2 separate regions of the Sus scrofa genome follow, and region 2 is linked to region 1. A link is a contact called in public HiChIP or PLAC-seq data. All regions are on one chromosome and are shown on one strand. Each heading gives the region's core, a stretch centred on a gene start, on an enhancer-like site or on the middle of the called end of the contact. The rest is flanking DNA. Distances are from core to core; before and after follow the strand shown.

Evidence for each region. HiChIP or PLAC-seq counts read pairs in DNA pulled down with a chosen protein or histone mark.
Region 2: an H3K27ac HiChIP or PLAC-seq map of alveolar macrophages shows a contact between it and region 1. The contact joins the promoter of ANXA2 here to the promoter of LOC100152206 in region 1. A contact is called at or near these places in 1 of 5 promoter capture datasets (liver) and 1 of 2 datasets of contacts at active chromatin or transcription factors (alveolar macrophages).

Annotation. Positions count from the first base shown.
Region 1 is chr1:109,925,194-109,930,426 of Sscrofa11.1, forward strand. It overlaps LOC100152206 (C2 calcium-dependent domain-containing protein 4A), which reads right to left and starts at 2,567. Exons shown (of 4, transcript XM_013992909.2): 1 at 1,408-2,567.
Region 2 is chr1:111,587,275-111,591,999 of Sscrofa11.1, forward strand. It overlaps ANXA2 (annexin A2), which reads left to right and starts at 1,950. Exons shown (of 13, transcript NM_001005726.1): 1 at 1,950-1,992.

The DNA.
Region 1 (5,233 bases), core at 1,317-3,816:
TGTGAGACAACTCATGCAAGCAGCTATTATATCATGCATGCCTGGCCAAGGTGGGTGGTTTCAGTCAATGGTCCCCTAACAACAATATTAATATTAGTAATAATAATAGAGGAAGGTAGTAGAATGTAGTGGTTAAGAAAATTGGGTCTGAAATAAGTGGTTCCCATTTTAGAATGGCTGCTCCCTCTGTGACCTTAAGCAAGTTACTTACACTTTCTAAGCCACAGTATCAAAATGTAAAATTAGGAGGTGGGCTTTTTGGGAGGTAATAAGATTAGTGATCTTATAAAAGAGAACCAGGAGAGCTCCCTTGCCCCTTCTGACAATAATAGTACTTACCAATAAGCTTGTGTGAGGATATAATGTGATAATGTATACAAAAAGGTTAGCATAGAGTCTTTTATATACACTGTCAGGTATTTACTGTTATTACAGTAGAGAGAAAATGTTCATTAGTTCACTTATTCATTCAGAGCAATATTTACTGAATGCCTCCTGGGTTCCAGGCACTACACTAGGCAGGTAGATCCAGGCTGTACAAGATCATATCAGCTATGTACATTTGTTAGAAGAGGAATGAAATAATGAGGATAAACTATTTGAACTCCATCTGACTGAGGCAGGAATGAGCAAAGACTATTGAACACTATATATTTAGTCTGGGGGCAGGGTTGCTGGGTCCTGGGGTTGGCATACCTTTGACTAGCGACTTCTATGTTTTTATAGCAGCTCTGCTCCTGGCCAAAATTCTTGGGCATGGGCTAAATCTATGGGAGAATGTTTACCAAATTACATACTTAAAATGTGTTTTGACTCAGCTTATCTCTTATCTCTTAGGAGATAAGACGTTAGCTCTGCAAATAAGAGCCTAGAGAGCTCCTGGTTAAAATGGTGAAGCTCACAATCTGAGAAGTGGTCTGAGAAATTGTTAAACAAAGCTGTGTTGTGAAGGGAGAGATGATTTAAAGGTAAGGAAATAGAGATTTTGGAGTCAGTCTGTCCTAGGTTCATATCTGTTATGCAACTTTTTAACAATGGAGCTGTGGGCAAGTTAATTAACCTCTTTGAGCCCAAGCTGTACAATGGGGATTATAATTCCTACCACGCAAGATTATTGTGAGCATTAAAAATGCACGAAATGCTTGGCACACAGTAAATGCTGGCTGTTATTTGGCTGTTACTATTATACACGTCTGCTTGACTAGGGATTAGGTGATTCATACATGGATTCCTTTAGAAAAACATTTCTCCTTCTGGCCAAGCCAAGCAGATTTGCTTTGTTTTTATTAATAATTTACTTTCTTCAATAACACTCTGGAAGCATTTCCTTTATTCTTGAAAACAGCAGGGATGTGTCCTCGCATGGCTGGTCCTCTGTGACCACATTAAGCCTTATGTTTTACTTACCTCGGAAGCATGAGCCATGTGATAACTGGGAGGATGGTGTAACAGGATGAGGCCCTGTGCCTGGAACACCCAAATCTACCCAGAGGAAGACCGTGATCATTCCGAGCTCATGGCTCTGGGAACATCCAGTGATGGAGCTGGAAAACAATTCTGCGAAGTAAGCATAAATAGATCGCACATCATCCAGGTCACAGGTGCCTTTGGAGTAGAAGGAAATAATTCAAAGCAGACCTGAAAAATAATATAGAAGAATTGGGTGTCAAGAAAAGCAAGAAGAAGAGAATTTATAACCACATAAAATATTGGTGTTCTGCCTTGTCCATCTCATTCAACAGAACTAGAGTGTGGAGTAGTGGAAAGAACTTGGAGTTGAGACACTTGGGTTTTAGCTCTGATAGTCACTAACTTGTTGTGGGACTTTGGCAAGTCCCTTAATTTTCCAAGTGTCTCCATCTGTCAAAGGAGGGGGTTGGATAAACCAGACGAGATTTGATTTCCTCTGTCTCTGACATTCTGCAGTCCACTTACATACTTTCTCCCAGTTAAACATCCTACCTAAACTTTCTGAAAATCCATGGTGTCATGCTTATTCTCCAGCTTTCTCCTCTAGTTCCTTTTTTCCCCAACCCCCTTTTGCTTTTCCCAACAAACTCGAGGGTTGGGAAAGGGAGTGTGGGTGTAAGACAATGTGATGTTAGAGCTTCTTCTTTTTCAATTTTTAAGCAAGAGTTGTTAATTTTTAACAAGTGTCCCTAATTCTGACTTTCATTTTTAATAGAAACAATATTTTGCACTTTGTTTTTACTGCTCATTTCCTCATTGCAGTTTAGCTTTGCCATTGCCTTTGTTATCCTGCTCATTTTTCTGAAGCCAGAATGGATGTAAGAGCTATAATTACTAGAATGCTCATTTTCTTTAGTTACCCTCTGTATCCAAATTCCTTTTGGTTCAGTGCTGTGCATTAGAGTGCCAGCGGTGTTTCTTCACATTAGTTATGGTTTGTTTTGGATTAGGACTATAAATTTCTGACTTTTGCAAGAAGTATGGCAGACTTGGGACATTTGCACCTAAAAACCAGTCTCTCAAAACATACTTAAAAAGTAAAATATTGGAGTTCCCGTTGTGGCGAGCAGAAACAAATCCGATTAGGAACCATGAGGTTTTGGGTTCAATCCCTGGCCTTGCTCAGTGAGTTAAGGATCCAGTGTTGCCATGAACTGTTAATGTAGGTCACATACGTGGCCTGGATTCTGCCTTGTTGTGGCTGTGGTGTAGTCTGATTCAACCCCTAGCCTGGGAACCTCCATATGCCACGAGTATGGCCCTAAAAAAAAAAAAAGCAAAAATAAATAAATTAATTAATCAATTGAAAGTAAAATATTAAAAGTTAAAAGCTTTTATTTTATTATTTATTTATTTATTGTCTTTTTTGCCTTTTCTTGAGCCGCTCCCGTGGTATATGGAGGTTCCCAGGCTACTGGTCTAATCGGAGCTGTAGCACTGGCCTACACCAGAACCACAGCAACGTGGGATCCAAGCTGCATCTTCGACCCACACCACAGCTCATTGCAATGCCAGATCCTTAACCCACTGAGCAAGGCTAGGGATCGAACCCGCAACCTCATGGTTCCTAGTCAGATTTGTTAACCACTGTGGCACAATGGGAACTCTGGAAACTTAAAAGCTTTTAGTCCTATCTGGTAATAGCATTACTTATACCGACCTTTTTTTTTTTTTTTTTTTTTTTTTTTTTTTTTGCTTTTTAGGGCTGCACCCATGGCATATGGAGGTTCCCAGGCTAGGGGTGGAATTGGAGCTACAGATGCTGGCCTACACCACAGCAACAGCAATGCCAGATCTGAGCCATATCTGCAAACTTCACCACAGCTCACGGCAACACCAGATCCCCAACCCACTGAGCACGGCCAGGGATTGAACCTGCATCCTCATGGATACTAGTCAGATTTGTCTCTGCTGCACCACAAAGGCAACTCCCTGTACTGACAATTTTGAGCTGAATTTTTCCACCCTAAGATTTTCTATTCCATTATCCTTTCAAACTAAGTTCTCTGAAAATTACAAGTAGCCTAGTGGTGATTTAACTGTACTTGTTGAATGAGAAGAGGGTGGCAGTCCTCAGGGAGCTGAAGGAAATAAATACCTGCTGTGTAATTTTATGTAAACCACTGACTTTAATTTTTCTATGAGGACAATACTACCACCTGCATTACTTGTCTCACAGATCTTTTGTGAAGATTACTTGAAAATGCATACCTTGGCATACTAGCTCATGAGGTATAACTGAAGAAGTATTAATAAAATGGAATAATGTTTATAAAGTCAGGCATATGCATTATCCTTTCAAAAGTATAAAGTACTATGAAAGTACGAGAAGTTAGTATTACACAGGGAGTAGTATTGTCCACTTCTCCCAGCAGATTATTCTGCCTGGGGCATCTTTTGTATCATCTTGCACTATTATTCATACGTCCTTGTAAAATTTTTGGGGAACATGCCTATCCCAACCAGAACATATTAATTTTTTGCCTTCTCCTCAGTGCGTAGTTGCTGTGCATGAACAAGAGGAGAGGGGTTGTTGGGATGAGTTGAAGAGGGCTTTCTTTACACCAGAAAGGTATTAGGTCTTTGTGAGCAGAACAGTAACCTGTGCTTTGGGAAATTAGCTACATTGACAGTGAGCAGATGGATGGAAAAGGAAAAAGCTGGAGTCCAGGAGGCCAGTTAGAGGGTGACTGCATGGTTCAGATGAGACATAGAGATAATTTAGGAAATATGATGAGGAGTTCCCATCATGGCTCACAGGAAACTAATCTGACTAGCATCCATGAGGACTCAGGTTCAATCCCTGGTCTTTCTCAGTGGGTTAAGGATCTGGTGTTGCTGCAGCTGTGGTGTAGGCCAGCAGCTTCAGCTCTGATTTGACCCCTAGCCTGGGAACCTCCATATGCCGAGGGGTTTGGCCCTAAAAAAAAAGAAATAAAGAAAGAAATATGGTGAAAGCAGAATAGCCAGGTCGGACTGTTGATTGGTTGTGGATGTTGAAGGAAAGAAGTATGAAATATTTCTAAATATATCCCAAGTATTTTGTCAGGTTGACTAAGCTAGGAAAAAGAAATGGTTGAGGATTTATATTCTGTGTGCAGGAGCGAAGGATGGAGGTGGATATTGACAGCACCAGTACTGGCTAGTGCTGATTCTCTTTTACATCCATTTTCTGTAGCACCAATTGTGGACATTTTGACTTTTTTGTCCTCCAATAGACAAAAAGGAATGATTTTCCTTTTTGATCTTCTTAGTTTGTTTAGGATGCTGTCACAAGATACTATAGACTGGGTGGTTTAAAAACAACACAAATTTACTTTTCACAGTTCTGGAGGCCAGGAGGTCCAAGATGGAGGTGCCAGCTGACTCCCTGTCTTGTGAGGGCCCACTTTCTGGTTCATAGATAGCTGTTTTTTGCTCCATGCTCACAGGGCAGAAGGGGTGAGGGAGCTCTCTGAGTCTCTTCTACAAGAGTCCTCTTTTATAAAGATTCTACTCACATTCATGACGGCCCTGCTTAATTACCCAATGACCCAATTACCTCCCAAAGCCCGTGCTCTGCTCCCATACCAGGACAATGAAGGTTAGGATTTCAACATATGAATTTTGGGGGCACACATTGTCCATAGAAGATGTTTAAAAGCAATTCACACATATTTTCAGACACTGTGTGTAGCAAAGCATTTAATTAACTTGTGACTACAATAATCTAATTATTTGTTTTATGTCTGTTTATAGTACCTCAATTTTTTGAAATAAATAT
Region 2 (4,725 bases), core at 700-3,199, 1.7 Mb after region 1:
ATCTGTTGTAGTAAACATTCTCCCAGCCATGGGGGGAAAAACAAGAAAGGAAAAAGGATCTTTGCACTCAGCCATTCAAAACTTCTTTTATAGAGGCAGAACTGGCCCCACATTGCTCATAAATAGCAAACTGTGACTTCTAACAGCTTCATTTTTCTGATAACAACAGTGTGACATTCTGTAGCATAAAGCAAACTCTGACTATTGAACAGATCTGTATGTTTGGATTTGCTGGATGCCCTAGATAAGCAAAAGCATTCTTTTGGATACTTGGCTTTTAGGTAGTCCACAGGATTTGAATTAAATCTTATCTTCTGTAGAGGGCCTATAACAGCACAACTAGGAGTCAGAGGCTGTGCAATCAGCCCTGAGAAGAGAAAGAGAGTCAGAATCTTGTCCACCATTATTATCATCCTGTGTTCGCCTTCTGTTCCAAAACGTTCAGGGAGTAGGCAGAAAAACACAATTTCTGGCTTAAAAGTTTTCAGTCTAAATTGAATAGCTCTGAATGTAAATCAGAAATTGTATGAACAGAGTTGCTTTCTTTTCTATTTGTCCTTCTGACAGTGCCAATCGTGTTTCATTCTGAGTGAAAGAAATGGGTTGGGTGAGCTCTGAGTTGAGTGTCCAGAGGCCCCGTTTATGGTCTGGATTTGACTTTGAGCTTGGGAACGATGTCTTGGCCTTACCATTTTCTGATTCCCAGGAGTGAAATGATACTGAAGAGTAAAAATGGACGGTAACATAGGTGGAAAATTAAAACACAGAAGCATCAAGACCAGCAGAGAGCTACGTGAGGTGTATGAAAGGAATTAAAAGGAGCCAAGGGCGATCTTTTGGATTCTTAGCATAACTTTCCCTCTAGTTTGAGGTTTGAATACAGTGTTTACGCAGTCATACACAAAACCATGTTTGTCTGCATGTTGCCGCTGCAGTTCGTGGAAAGAGCATGGAAGAAAATGAGAAACTGAACAAAACCAGGGAGCTTACTGAGAGGCTGAGAGGGAAACAAAATCAAACCAAACAAAAAAATGGCAGTTCGGAAAGAAGGAAGGGAGGAAACTTCTTTGTTGGAACTCGAGGTTCTAAACCATCGGCCCCACCCAGTCCAAGGCTGCCTGCCACGAGGACTCGCAGAGCAGAGCTGCTCCACACGGGAGGCTGAACGGTCCCGGGAAGCGTGGAGGGAAACGAAGGGCGCGCTCAGGCAAAGGGCGCCTCCCCGGCGGGGCGGGGGGGTGGTGGGTAAGAACTTGGCTCCGGGTCTGGGCCCCCTAACGCGCCACCCAGCTCCCACCGTAGTTCCACGCCTCGCAGCGCGCTCGGAGGCGGGGGCGGACCAATCGTTTGCCCGCCGGGACCGTGTGGACCGTCCCCCCCCACCCCCACCCGCCGCGCCTCCGCGCGCTCCTCCCAGGAACTGTCGGTCAGAGGTTAAGCTAATATGTGTGCTGTCGGTAACCGGGAGCTGAATGCCAACGGCTCAGCTCGGGGGAATCACGATTTATGTTTCTTGGCACAATTCTTCCTTCCATTGCATTGACGCCTTAAAAAAAAGTGACATAGCCAAGCTCAGAGTCGGCTCAAGTCTTGCCAATTTATAAATTGAGCCGGGGCTGAGAACTCGACGTGGCGCTCCAGAAGTAAAAGAGGAAGGGAGGAAGAAACGAAGCCGGTACTGGGCCTCAAGGAAGCCTCGGCGGCGCTTTACCGGAGGGCAGCGCCGTGGGCGCGGGGCCGCTCCCACTGGCGCGGCCCGGGGAACGTTACAGGGCGAGGCGGACCCTGCGGGCGGCGGCGGGCGGGCTGGGTAGGGTGAGTCACCCCGACTCCCGACTCCGGGTGCGAATGGGCCAGGGCAGGGGAAGGCGGGGCGGGGCGGGGCGAGGCGGGCCTCGGCGGGGAGGATGTGGTGGCTATAAAAGCCCCACCCAGGTCAGGCAGCTCCGCTCTGCATCTGGGGACGCTCGCAGCGCTCGGCGCCTGGCCCAGGTAAGCGGGGCGCCTCGTCCGCCCGCTATGGCCCTGGGGCCACCGCGCTAGCGGGGCGCAGAGAGGCGGGGAAGGAGACGGCCTTGCAAAGAGAAGCTCCAGTGGTGGGGACCCCGAGGCTGTCTGGGGAGAGGGCTGGAGAGTCCGTCCGCACCAGGGGCTCTCTGGGGAGGGGGCATAGTGGGGATCTGGACTGGAGTGAGGGGGGGCCAGGTGCGCCCCAGCCTGGGGAGTGCAGGGCAGAAGAAGGGGGTTGGGCATCCCATCCCCGAAGTGCTCGCAGGAAGCCCGGAGAAGTGGCGCCGAGAGAGGAGCGGGGGGCGGGGGGCGGGGGGAGGCCCCGCATTCCAGACGGGCCAGACGCGGCGGGGGGCAGGGTGTGGCCGCCCTGGAGCCCCGGGTCTGGTGGAGAGCAGACTTACGGCACCCTCCACGCGTTACACGACCCTCTAGAAAGAAATCCCCACCTGTTCCAAGTTACTTTACTTGAAACAGAGGCGCATTTATGGAACTTGTGCCGACTAGTAGAAGGGAAGCAGTGAGGGGAGGATAAGGGGTGGGAGCTGTTAGCAGCGGCCCCCTGCTCCAGTCAAACAAAACAGAATGAAGAAACCTCATTCTCCTTTGTCTAGATTATCTTGTAAGAGCAACTTCTGATTTCCGTGTATCCTTCCCTACTTGGTTGACCACTTTTGCATCGGGAAGGAAGTGTCCCCCAACCCCGGGGTTCTGTGGGGAGGGTTGTCACTGACTGACTTGCACTGATGCAGCAGTGAGTCAGGGACGGAAGGTACAGAAAAGGGCGTGGCCCCTCAGGCCGCTGCTTGGGAGTTCTGTGAGGACGCCAATTCCTACCTTCCTCATAGGGTTGTCATGAAGATTTCAAAAAACACGTTCATTCAAAAATAAATATGTAAAGCACACTGAAAACATTAGGTGCCATACAACACAAAGTGTCCTTATTTTTGTGTTAAGATTTGCCATTTTAAAGTTATTTAAAGGTATTCTCCATCTGTGTACAGAAGAGCAGTAACCTCATGGGTACGTATTGGGTCTTTACCAAGAACCATAGTGTTCTGGAGTCCAGGATTCTGTTCCCCGACACTCAGAGAACTCTACTAGTGGGTTCTATCCAAAAGTGTGCCTAACTGTGCTTGTCTGGAACTTGGTTATTTGGGATGCCGATTTCACTTTCCCACTGAAGCAATGTTATGGAAGGCGCTTAATTTGTCAGACTAGCCCAGAGACCCTGTGTGCACTGAATCAAAAATACTGATAATATATGTGGAATTTGGGAGGTGGGCTGTTGGGGAGCGAAGGGAAAGTGAAAGGGTAGGTTAGGGAGGATATGGAGATAAAAAGAATAAATCACTGAAACATTTCACTGGAACTTTTTCTTCATTTTAAGCTTGACCCTTATTAAATTATTTTAATTGTAAAATTATATCTTTGTCACCCTCCCCACTTTTGTCTCTCTTCCTCCTGATTCTTTGAAGACCCACGCCCCTGCCAAATGGCAAAAGCCCATCCCTGCTTATCCAGTTCTGCATTCCCCTCCTTGTATATCTAGCTAGAGACTAGCAGATTGAATCCATATTCATTAATATTCAATACTAGGAATGGCTGGTGGTCCTAAAATGCCCAGCATCCTAGGGGAGTTGTATTATTTAAAAAAAAACAAAACTTTTTAAACATAAACATCTGTAATTTATAGGATTTGAGGCTATGGAATTAAGGAGCCACATAATAGACAATGTGAAGGGAGATTTTAGATGAGGTCCATTTGAGGGTCCTTTGTGGTCAGTGGTGTTAAGACCATCTCGCAAAGCACTCTCTTCTCTTCTAGCTCCATCTTTTACCTCAAAGCTTCATCAAGGCTTTCTCCAGAAGTTTACAGTGCATCTACAGTGGAAGGGTGTGACCATCAGTGTAAATTTTTTTAGTTGAAGGTTTATGATTTGGGGACCACCTGGATTTTGTGATTTCCTTCAGTGCCAAATGGCTTGCCTGCTGTAAATGCACAGGAAATACTGCTGCCTTACTGGTTTTGATCAGGAGCTTGGTTTTGGACTAGAGTCTCAATATTTAACATCCGTGTCTTTGAGCTATTAAAGTACTGTATCGATTAACGTCCTGGGCGGTCGTGGCCATTAGTTTCCTGACTAATTTCTAATTTAAGTAGTTTTCCTGGCAAGGTAGGTATCTGTCTGTAATTGCTATTGATTTTGAGGGCTGTAGGCTCTTCCTGCACTGTTGGGCCTGGAATCTGGTCTTGATCTTTGCTTGTGTGGGCCTGCTGAAGTGTTTCTCACTAACTGAAGGTGGGTGTGTCACAGAAAAGTCTCAGGCTCTCCTGAGCTGCTTCAAACATCTGTTCATTCAATAATGTTTATTATACCATGTTGTATTCACAGGTAGAAGCACTGGGGATACACCAGTGACCAAAATAGAACAAAAACAAAGAAAATCTCTGCTCTTTAGACTTTAAATCTAGTGGGGAGAAAAATATTAGAGACAAAAATGAGTGAGATGCATAGACAGTCAGTGAATTGTGAACTTGGCCCTTTCCCCACTTAATATTGGTTTCCAGATTTGGTTGGGACTCATTTTCCCTTTAATCCAGCTGTCCCACAGACCTGAGCATCATATTTAACCTGCTTTAGGGAAGGTGTGGTTTAAAGTTATCATGACTTAGCCTGCCTTCCAGATTTGTGAGACTAGAAATGAAATGCT